Linked DNA regions of Cricetulus griseus: region 2 is linked to region 1. A link is a contact called in public Hi-C data. All regions are on one chromosome and are shown on one strand. The core of a region is the stretch at or near the end of the contact, and the rest is flanking DNA. Distances in the headings are between cores, read along the strand shown. Region 1 holds the start of Klf9 (Krueppel-like factor 9). Region 2 has its middle 79 kb from the start of Klf9.

Region 1 (5,616 bases), core at 1,694-4,193:
AATCTGTAAGAGAAATTCACACAATGGAATCTGCCTTCTTGATCTTCTTTGTAACGGAATCAAGGGTATCAAAGAACTCAGTCCAAACCACATGAAATTAAAGAGCACCAAAGAGAAGGCCACAAGAAGTAAGGGAAGTTAAGTTTACATATAGAAAAAAAAAAAAAAAAAAAAACCCAAGGTTACTGTATTCAAATTCAGAATCAATCTTTAAGGAAAGACGAAGGCTTTATTTTATTTTTTTTTCTTTCTGAGGACAATACTGATTTTAACCTTAAAGTTTTGGTAACCTGTCAGACCTAGGTCAGAAACTCATGCTAGTGGAAACACAGGTCTGGGAGGCCTTGATCACAGGGGCTCCTGGAGAGATCCACTGGTTATCTGTGCTGTGCCTCAGGGGGCAGGCAGACATGCAAATTCTAACCATGTATCCTAGGGACAGAGTTGAGTCTAGAAAAAATGATCATGAATTGGGCAGAATCAATCCCTCCTTCCCTTCCTTCCTTCTTTTCCTTTCCCTCTTTCTTTTTGAGACAGGCTCTCACTCTGTAGCCCAGGCTATACCCAGGCTGGCCTCCTCAGATGCTCCATCCTCCTAAGTCTGGAACTTAGTATATACCACCATGGCCAACTTCTGTGAATTCCTTCCTGAAATTAAGGTTTTTAGAATAAAAAAAAAAATTGCAAGATGGCTTCCCTGTTACATAGTGTGCTATACTTGTACTTACCTCACATAATTACTACAAGGGTCCATGAGGGTGTTTGGGCCTAGGCTTGGCACAGAGCAGGTCTCCATGCTCTCTGGCGTTGGATACGGATATGATTGATCATGGCTCATGGCGGTAATTCTCCACAGGTCAGCCCTACTTTCTACAAGTTCCTTTCCCAGGGAATGACCTTGTGTGGTGTCTATCCTGTATAACTTTCAAGGTCAAAATGATCTATTCTACCCTTCAAACTAGAAGGATCCATCTGAGAGCCAGAAGAACCCTGTGGAAGCATCCCAAACATTAAAGGTTAATCACTAGTGGGTGGCAGGGTTAGATATTGTGAAATTAGCATCTCATGGAAACAAGAGCCTTTCATACTCAGGATAAGTGGATGGATTTTTTATGGATTTTGAATCAGCAGTGCCCTTGACCATATGCCCCTGCTAGGGTTATTGGCCCTAGATTCTTTGCTCAGCTATCAAGATGGAAAACAACCCTAGCATTCATGAGAAACCCACACTAATTGTTGATCAAGTAATACCACAAGAGTCACTTGGTAAGGATTTCTGGTTGATTCCAGTTTTTAAGAATCTTTTTAATTAGTTAATATTTCACAGGGGCTTGTTTCTCTAAAGCAGACTTGGGAATCAGGAACCCTGTGGTTTCTATTGAGTCCTATTATCTACCTGATAAGGTAGAAAAGTCTTGTTCTCCAACATTTGCAAAGCAAAGGGGAGGAAATGTGCCCCGCAGGAGTCCCTGAAAAGAAAAGAGTTTTTAAAGTTATGCAAATGAGGGTTTGTGCTGGTTTTTCTTGGTTTAAGGTAGCACTTGGGGCAGTAGGAACACCTATAGCAAATACCAAGATATAGTGGATCTGTGCAAGATTCTGGAACCAGATGTTTTGTTAGCTGTGAATTTTTGCGATGAATTTCTCATAGTATATGTGGGGTGGAAGAACTTTAAACCAAAGTGCTGCAATCCAAACAAGAACCAATCGATGCTGTCTCCTCAGAGTTTGTCCTTGGATAGTGTGACCTGCCATATTGAGGGTTTGTTTAAAATTCACACTGCATTTATTAATCACCCCGTCCTCCCACCTATATTTCAGGGTTACCACCAGCAACACAAAATGTAAAGATCTGTCCGGTTTCACTACAGCTCCGCAGGTTTACAAGTGTCGAGCGCTTGCTTTCGGAACGCCCTTCTGATTGGCTGAGGCAATGCCAGTGACATCAACCAACTTACTTTTGATTGGAAGGCTGGTTGCTGGGACTGTAGCGTTTGCAGGAAGTCACTTAACTATTTGAAGGCTGGAAACCCGAAGCTGAAGTTCTGTTTCGGCCCTAGGGACGGGTGTAACCGCCTGGGGGAGATACGTCTCCAAGCCACGCCAGCTGGCACGTGGGCCGGGAGGCGTGGGCGCGCGCGCGGACCGGGCGGCATCGGCGGGGATGCGCCACCCGGCTCCGAACAGTTTCCCTTTTAAATGTCAGCGTTCGGGGCTGGAGGGGCAGCACGCGGCGGCGGAACGGAACGGTCGGATTGGCCGCGCGCTGTAGTTCTAGACGCACCTCTCCACCGAAGGGCCCTTCTGACTGGCAGGGGGAGAAAGTAAACAGAGTTGAATCACCCTCCCCACTGGCCAATTGGAGGGGGCCTGGATTGTGACGTGATGGGATTCTGCGAAATTGTTACTGAGCTGGAGAATGCCGGAGCGGCGCGGCGCGGCAGGACCAGGGGCTCGGTGGCCGTCGGCGGACGCGGGAAGAAGTGTCTTGTAGGCGCGGCGCCCCGCTCGGCCCCCGCCCCCCGCGTCCGTGTACTCGGCTGATGCCCCAGGGCGTGAGCTCGGCGGAGAGGCGGCCGAGGGCGTGCGCCTGGCTCGCAGTTGCCTGTCCCCTCGACTCGGACGCGTTTGCAGTCGAATAAACTTGCGACCGCCACGTGTGGCATCTCTCCAAGGAGGCGGCTCAGGAGGAGGGCGCGCCCGTCGGGGGATCGCGCGGGGCGCCGGGCAGGGCGGCGGCGACAGCGGCGGAGCCGGCCGCGGCTGCTGCGTGCGGAGGCGCAGCCGGTTACGTAAAGATGAGGGGCTGAGGTCGCCTCGGCGCTCCCGCGAGTCGCAAGCTCCCGCGCCCCCGCCCCCTCGGCCTCGCCGCACCGCGCTCGTCGTCCGAGGCCAGGGCAGGGCGAGCCGAAGCTCCGCAGCCACCGTCAAGTTTGGCCGCACCGCCCGGGGGGCCGTCGCCCGCACCATGTCCGCGGCCGCCTACATGGACTTCGTGGCTGCCCAGTGTCTGGTTTCCATCTCCAACCGCACCGCGGTGCCGGAGCATGGGGGCGCTCCGGACGCCGAGCGGCTGCGACTACCTGAGCGCGAGGTGACCAAGGAGCACGGTGACCCGGGGGACACCTGGAAGGATTATTGCACGCTGGTCACCATCGCCAAGAGCTTGTTGGACCTGAACAAGTACCGACCCATCCAGACCCCCTCGGTGTGCAGCGACAGTCTGGAGAGTCCCGATGAGGATATAGGATCCGACAGCGACGTGACCACCGAATCTGGGTCGAGTCCTTCCCACAGCCCGGAGGAGAGACAGGATTCTGGCAACACGCCCAGCCCGCTCTCCCTCCTCCACTCTGGAGTGGCTGCGAAGGGGAAACACGCCTCCGAAAAGAGGCACAAGTGCCCCTACAGTGGCTGTGGGAAAGTCTATGGAAAATCCTCCCATCTTAAAGCCCATTACAGAGTGCATACAGGTTAGCGGCGTCGCCTCTCCCCCCTCTCCGGGCTTAGCTAACCTTTGGCCGGCCAGCATTCCTGGGTGCCCAGGACTCCGCACTCGGCCTAGAGGCTGCAAATATTTCGGAGACGATGCTGTTTAACTCTTGCACTCTCTCCTTACTTGGCCCCAACCTTTAGGAGCCACCCGGAGCCCCAAACTACCGGGTTGAAAGAGTGGTTTGCGTGGCTTGGTGGGGAACGGGCCCGCCCCTCCCTTCCCCGCCCCGCCCCCGGGACTCCGCACCCGGCTGCTGCGGGGCCGCCCCACCTGGGGAGACGCTGGCGGCGGGCAGTCAGATGGCGCAGCTTTTATTCAATTTCCCTGGTGGGGTTGCAGCGGAGGGGTCGCGGCATGGGGGAAAGCCACATGCGTGAATCCTTTTAGGGATGACTAAGGACTCATTTAGCTGGATGGCGGCTACTTTTCAGGGCTTGCCAAGGTGGTTTTAAATTTGGCCAAGAGTCCCCTGAGAGGTTTAAAATAAAACTGCTTCAGGCTGCAGGGGAGACTGATGAAGGGAGGAGTGGTTGGTGGATTAACTTCTTGACTAAGTTAGCCTTCCTAAGGGAGGTGATTTAGTGCTGATCTGTTCCCGTGTAACTTATTAGGTAGCACGCCTGAACCCTAAGTAGAGAGGTGTGGTCCTTGCTGGAATTCAAGGCCTTGGGGGATGAATGTGAGGCGCTTCTGCTAGCTGTAGGCCAAGCAGCACACACCAACGTGGCTGTAAAGACATCTGCTGTGTGGAATGGGCTTTAGGGACTAAGGACCTTGGTCAACTGGCTCTGGTTGTTCTAATTAAACATGTACGGGAAACGTTGGAAAGCGTTCACATATGGGCTTGCTGTCTGATCGGCTTGGGAAGGGTCGCTTGTGACTGCTGCTATGATCAGGCAGCAGGCCTGTCCCTTCTGCCCTGAGACAGCATGTTTTCGAAATTGTTGGCATTTGTATGGAAAGGCGTAGAGGCGTTTTGGTGTGGGAACTTTGTAGAAGAAATCCTGAACCTTTGGTTTCAAAATGGTACTCTCGCTGGGGTTTTTCGGCTTTGTTTGCCTTTTAAAAGAAGGAGTATGTAACCACCTCCCTTTTTATTTCCTTTGGAAAGTGAAGTCTCTTGGAGGTGGCTTCCAGCACCCATATAAATCTAAATTTCCTAGTGCTAATGAAAAAACAGGTGCTTTTGGGGATCCACATCCAGGTTGCCATATGAAGCAGCACCTTTGAAAGTTTGAATCTGTAAGGCAGTTAGGCCTGTACCCTCAGTGAGGGGTGTGACCTTTAGTAGGGCTCTGGGAGGCGAAGAGTGGTATATTAACTCAGCGTGTTACTCACCACAGCTGTTGGGCGGGCCTGGCCATGTCAGCCATGTTCCCAGGGTTCAGTGGCTCACATGGACACCCACTGCCACCTTGAGCAAAGGCATTTTCTCCTTCAGGAAGGCTGCCCAGTGGTGTAAGTGGGGAGGCCGGCAGTGCCTCCCAGCTCAGCAGTAGATACCCAGCATTCTGGGCCATTTCGGCTGAGTGCTTTTCTCGGGCATTTATAGAAATGGATGCTCATGTGTGCGGGCATGCATGCTGCTCCTTAATTCTCCATAAGGCACGTCAGCTCAGCTGTTTCAGGAGAAGCTTTTACACAGATCACAGTGGAAAAGGAAGTGAAGCAAATACTCTTTCCGTTTTAAATGCTACAGTGTTCTTTTGGTTCTAGTGGTGTGGTGATTGCAGGGGTCTTATTTATGTTTTGGGGGGTTGGGGGTGTGGGGTAGAGGTGAAGGACTCCCTGTCCTGCTAGTGTGGATGAAAACTCTAGCCTCCACAGATCCTGCCTAGAGTGTACTGACGAGGGCACACATGCCAAGTTGAGTTTCAGGCGCTTGGATTCTCAGGCAGCTTCAGGTTAGATCACGGTTGGGTGGGGCAAGGAGCTTCCTGGTTTTCTTTCTGCTGGTTCTTAAATCCTGAAGGTGCATGGAGAGACAGCCTTGGGCCGTCAGTGTTCTGTGAAAATCTTAAGAGCTGAAGTCCCTGCCACACCCCCGTGTTCAGTACGGCTCCCTCCACTCATTCCCCGGAGAATCCCCCCTGCTTGCTCACTTCCTTATAGAGCCCTGG
Region 2 (5,698 bases), core at 672-3,171, 80 kb before region 1:
ATCTCAGCTCTTGAAGCCTGGAGAAGAGAGGCAAGCTTTGTATAGTGTTAATAGGAAATAAATAAATAGGCCAGTCATGATGGCACACACCTTTATTCCCAGCACTTGGGAAACAGAGGCAGTTGATTTCTGTGAGTTCAAGGCCAGCTTGGTCTACACATCCAGTTCTAGGCCAGCCAGGGCTATGCAGTGAAACCCTGTATCAATCAAAATAAATAAATAACAAAATAAGGGCTAGCTAGATGATTCACACACAAAAATAAATAAGTAAATAAATATCTTAAAACCAGCAGAGTATCTTTGGAAACCATGAACAAAAGCCAGATGTATAGAAAGCCCAAACCAGGAGGTGACAGAACTGTGAATTCAAGAGAAGAATTTGTGTCACTAGTACAGCAGCAAGATGGTCATAAATGACTCCTGTATTTATGACAAATCTATGACCCTTTCACTAATGAGCCTAAGACATGACTTGTCCACTATAATATGTGCCAGGAGCCAACCTAAAAGGAAAATCCAAACCTACATCTCACACTAAGCTGTGTGATTCACCCAATGTTTTGCAAATTTGAGTGCAAAGAAAGAATCTATTGATATCAAAACTATTCATTATTGCAGCCAGGTATAGTGGTGTGTGTTTGTAATCCTCATACTAAGGAGTCTGGGTCAGGAGAATCTCAGACCAAAAGGCTAGCCTGGGCTATGTAGTAAGACTCTATCTTAGTAAACAAAAAAATAATATGAATTGCTATTGTTATTTTCAGCAGCAGCAGGGGCCTAGTATGTCACTATGCACCCATCATCCCAGCTACCTGGTAGGATGAGATGGGAAGACTATATGTGAGTCTGGAAGTTTAAGCAGCTTAGGTAACAGCAGAATCTCATCTCTTTGAATTTATTGTTAGTACTGTTACTATCTAAAGATTATTATTATTATCATTAACGAGCTGGAAAACCACTACACTGAACCTCACTGTCTAACCTACAGAAATCTCACTCTGAGATCTTTCAGCCCCCAAACCATTTGTGTTCTCAAACTACACACTTACCCCTGAATCAAGAGAAACCAGGCGGTGGTGGCACACGCCTTTAGGCAGGCAGATCTCTGTGAGTTCAAGTCCAGCCTAGTCTACAGAGTGAGTTCCAGGACAGCCAGGGCTAGTGTACACACACACACACACACACACACACACACACACACACACTCACAGAGAGAGAGAGAGAGAGAGAGAGGGAGAGAGGGAGAGAGGGAGAGAGGGAGAGAGGGAGAGAGGGAGAGAGTGAGGGAGAGCGTGCCACCCTCCTAAACATTTCACAGCTTTTTTTTCATGGCTCATTTGTATAAAGGCCGCTGGCCAGAAGCCTTCCCCATCACATCCCTCCAGCCATAGCAATAAGTCACAGAACACAATTTACAATACTGTGATAGCTTCCACAACCCAGGGAGAAGTCACAAGCACCAGGGACCTCATCTTTCCTTTATAGGAAACCAACTATATTGTTGTTGTTCCGTGAATGCCTAAGAGGAGAAAAAGAAATTGAAGAGAGACAGTGACAGACTTGTTAATTTCCAAAGTTGGTGCCAAGTCTTAAGAGGAAGGACATCACGGGCGTTTCACTCTTCCGGGAAAGCAAGAAGCAAGGCTTGGGGGGTGGGGGGATTATTTTTCACTTCAGGCAGTGAAAAGCAAATGGCCTAAGCCCAAATCCCAAAGAACACCACGATTTCCACGATTTGGGGTTATCTGCCCGCTCTTTTCCCTCTGTGTCTGTGTGGCTCCTCAAACAAAGTGGGCTGGAAGAGTTCAAGCTCGGTTCACAGAAGAGAACATTCTGTACTCAGCCTGTGCCGGGCTGCGCTGTGTAAAACAAGATCAACAGAATGATCTCAGCCGCAGCCCGGCAGCAGCAGGCACAGCCGCCAACCCGAGCGGGCGCAGAAGCCATCTGCGGACAGTGGCCGCAAAAGCAGGGAACAGGCGTGTGCACCCGGCACTCCAGAGATGCCTTTCTGGTCCTTGGAGTTCAGTTCGCTGTTTCTCGCTGGAGGGTCAAGGGGGTTGTTGGCATATTTCTTTGGAGTTTAATCACAACTGAAGCACTTCCAAGGAAACAGGCCCCTGTGTGCATACTTCTGCTTTGGCTTCGATTGGAGCTTTTCAGTCTGTTTGAATGTTTCTGTGATCGGATGACAGCGATAATACTAACTAAGCTGCAGAGACCGCGCCTGCGCTAAGAGGTGCCGGTGGGAGTGGGGGCAGGGAAAGAGGACAGAAGACTTAAGGGAACAGTCAAGATCATTGCCCCAGCCCCACACACTGCCCCCGCCCCCAACTTTTCCATTTCCTGGATCCAAAGCTTTTTCATCTTCTGTCTAGAATTTAGCAAACGATCCAATGCATCAATCCAATACTGATTTTGTGCAAGCGTCTGTTCGTAAAATAGTACCTGAAGCAAGAATTTTGTCTTGCAAAATGGAAACACGGCCTCCAAACCAGAGGACTGAAGGGAACAGAAAGAAAAGAGGAGAGCTGTGTGACCACAGCTGGGGTGGCTAGGAGGAGGGGGCAGAAGACTGAGCGGTGGAAGGGCCTGAACTCAGGTGGGAGTGCTGAAATAAAGCCCAGCAGGCAGCTGTATCTTCCCAGTTGAATTCATGCCTGCTGCAAAAGAAATGGGTGACACGAACTGCCCAAGCCTCCCTCCCTGCAGGCCTCTCTATGCCTCCTTCCAAGGGAACCCAGTCCTGCCCCATTGCAGGAAAAAGAGAGCAGCAGGCATCAAGGACAGCGAGAAGAACAAAGAGTACTCTATGCAGGGTGGCTTTCGCATCCTGTTTTACTGTCCCTAGGACATCAGGCAAGTGCCTCAGACTTTGTGCTGATGACTGAGAATGCTCAGTTATTAACTGGGAAAAGGCCACCTGTTTGCAGAATTGGCCTCTCTTATGGGGTTCAAGGAAACAGAATGTGCCCCATTGAGTAAATAGTAACCATTGTTATTATGAACGCAAGTGTGGGTCAGTGCAAGCTGTCTCTTAGGTGTTGATTAAGAACATCTACTAACATGTACTCTAAACTGTTCTCTCGCCCACATATTTTCACAGTTTATTGACTCAGTGAGTGGCTGTCGAATAGCTTCACTTGCCTCCACGCTTTGTGCCAGGCACAAGGCTCCGGGGCAGCCTCAGGATAGGAAGCATCCTCTCCTTCCCTAGTGATCCAGGCAGTACCTGAGGCAGGAATCAAATGCTTCCTCAAAGTGGGCCTTATTATACTTAGCCTAGTTTCTCATATGTCCAATACTGATTTTTAAGGCAGTGGCAGCCGGTTCCAGAGACAAAGTAGGTGCTTGATGGGGGTGGTGGGGGCACGACACTGAGCTGGAGCAGCCCTGAGACTTGGCATTCTTGGGATTATACTTGTAGAATGTAAACACCCTTTCTCGCCTCAGGCCCAGAGCTCCTGCCAAGACTGAAGAAACTAGTTACATAAGCACTTTTAGGGCATCGACAAACACCACCATATCATACAGCTACTACACGGGTGTGGGGGGGAGGTGAAAGATGGCCTCTGGGACTCAGCTGGGGACAGTGTGTCCATCTGTAGGCCAATGCTCACTGGGCCAGAAGACCAGTAAAGCTCAAGCCTGGGTGTGGCGACTCACACCTGTAACCCCAACACTTGCAAGACAATTCAAGGCAACCTGGGCGACATAGTGACTTCCAATCCAGTCAGGGATACTGTACTAGTTATTTGTTTGTTGCTGTGATAAAACCAAGACAACTCTAAGAAGACAGATTGAGTATTCTAGAGAGAGAAAAGTCCCTCATGGTGAGAAGCAAGTAAGAAGCAAGCCTGGCTCTGGAACAGCTAGCTGAGAACTCACAGCTTGAGCCACAAGCACGAAACAGAGAGAACGAGAATTGCCTTGGGTATTTAAACTCTCAAAACCTGCCTATAGTGGCATGCACCCTTCAAGGCCTCCTGAACCTGTTTGTCAGACCTTTTAAGCACTGTCAATGATCATTTGAGAAGGAAAGCACAGTCAGTCACTCACCATCTCCGAACCCATCTTCTCCCAATAGCTTCTTCCCGAGAAGAGCTCATGATGGTCCTGCTTCCACTTATGTCCAAAACAAATCAAACACACAGAACATGAAGGGATAAGAGAAGTCCAAACACACCACAAGCCAAGTAGTGTAGCAAAACAAAAAACTATGGTGAGTAGCCTTAATAACAACAATAGTCTGGCTTCCAGTTGGAAGGCTTATAACCACAACAGTGCAAAGCCAAAAGATGAAGTTCCCTCAGAGTGGATACATTAAGGCTTATGAAGAACAACAAAGAATGAATTATTATGTCTATGCTGGAAAACCTAGTGAAGTATGCTGAGCAAGAGAAATCAATGCTGAGTCTGGGAGAGAGGGGAGAACCTGAATGGGTCTACAAAAGCAGCTGTGTTGACCTTAATCTTTAAAGAATGATAGTATTCCACCACCACTCATACTCAGGAATGACCTAAATCACTACAGGTCTGAGACACAGCCCGAATGAAGAGCCAGAGCCTTAGGCTGTACACTGTGGGTTTGATAGAAAGTGAACTGATATATCTGAGCAGAGTGATGGAGACAGGCAGAAATGGCTGCAGACCAAAGCAGAAGCTAGAATGATGTAGAAGAACCTTAAACAAGAAAATGAAAATGCACGTGTTATTCCAGTACCAGAAGAAGGACCACTGCCGTTGGTTTGGGACCAACCTGGGCTATATAACAAGTACCAGACTAGCCAGAGTATATGACAAGGAAAAGACTTTATTTTTTTAATGGTATATAAGGCACAAACCTGGTAAAACTGCCCTTAAGTTTTACCTCCAGTCTCTGGCAAGAGAGTATAAATGTATAATGACCTTGCCTTTTAAGAGGGATTGATAACAAGTGATACTTTGGTGAACAGAAACTAAAACTTCAGTGGAAGCAAGATAATGAAGGAGGGCTGAGGGAACTAAAATGCTAAATGATGGTGAGGAATCCAGAGAGAAGGAGGCTGTATCCAGTGGCTAGTGGAAATTTGGAGGAAACAGGGCAACAGCAGGCAAGAGGAGATGGTGCTCTTGAAATGAACGGACACTTTTAGTGGGGATTTAAATTTGGTTACATGGTGTTTGGTAGAAGCCCGCAACTTTTCTCCCTTGTGGACATTTCAACAAAGCCTTCATTCCTAAGATGCTTTGGGAGGTAACAAGAGGTCACAAGTGGGCAAGTGGGTTGCAGTGAAGTATTGACTCTGGCTTCAGCATGGACACAGGGAATTAGGAGTGACTCCCTAAAGAACAGTCTTATTTTGTTAAACAGATGCAAGCACTCAAGTTTATATAGGAAAAAGTGCCTCATCTCAGCAGAACAAGAGTTAGTCGAGATGCCTTTGTTATGCGAAGTTTTACTCTTGTTACTTTTTGAGGGTCTGCTACCCAGCTCCCAAATAAATACATGGAGGCTTATTCTTAGTTATGAATGCCTGACCTTACACTTGGTTTGTTTCTAGCCAGCTTTTCTTATTTTTAAAATCATCCCACCTACCTTTTCCCTCTGGGCTTTTATCTTTCTTACTTCTGTATCCCTTTTCTCTCTTTCTTGTTCCCTGTCTGGCTGTGTCACTGGGTGGCTGTGTCACTGGGTAGCTAGGTGGCTGGGTGGCTG

The links. Hi-C and Micro-C count contacts between places; a contact is called where the count stands out from the background.
Region 2: a Hi-C map of fibroblasts shows a contact between it and region 1, with 2.7 times the contacts expected there. The contact joins the enhancer-like site here to the promoter of Klf9 in region 1. A contact is called at or near these places in 2 of 8 Hi-C or Micro-C datasets (fibroblasts and liver).

The regions. Positions count from the first base shown.
Region 1 is chr3:38,159,431-38,165,046 of CriGri-PICRH-1.0, reverse strand. It overlaps Klf9 (Krueppel-like factor 9), which reads left to right and starts at 2,943. Exons shown (of 2, transcript XM_027406519.2): 1 at 2,943-3,473. The coding sequence starts at 2,969. LOC103164358 (serine/arginine repetitive matrix protein 3-like) reads right to left here and starts at 3,007. Exons shown (of 2, transcript XM_027406522.2): 1 at 1,959-3,007; 2 at 1-1,469. The coding sequence starts at 2,970. The coding sequence ends at 2,275.
Region 2 is chr3:38,238,469-38,244,166 of CriGri-PICRH-1.0, reverse strand. No RefSeq gene overlaps it. Among named protein-coding and RNA genes, the nearest start is that of Klf9, 79 kb to the right of the region's middle. Within about 2 kb of position 1,921, at least 5 of the 6 cell types and tissues checked have open chromatin away from gene starts, as enhancers often do. A contact at or near this core is called in fibroblasts, where this site is marked.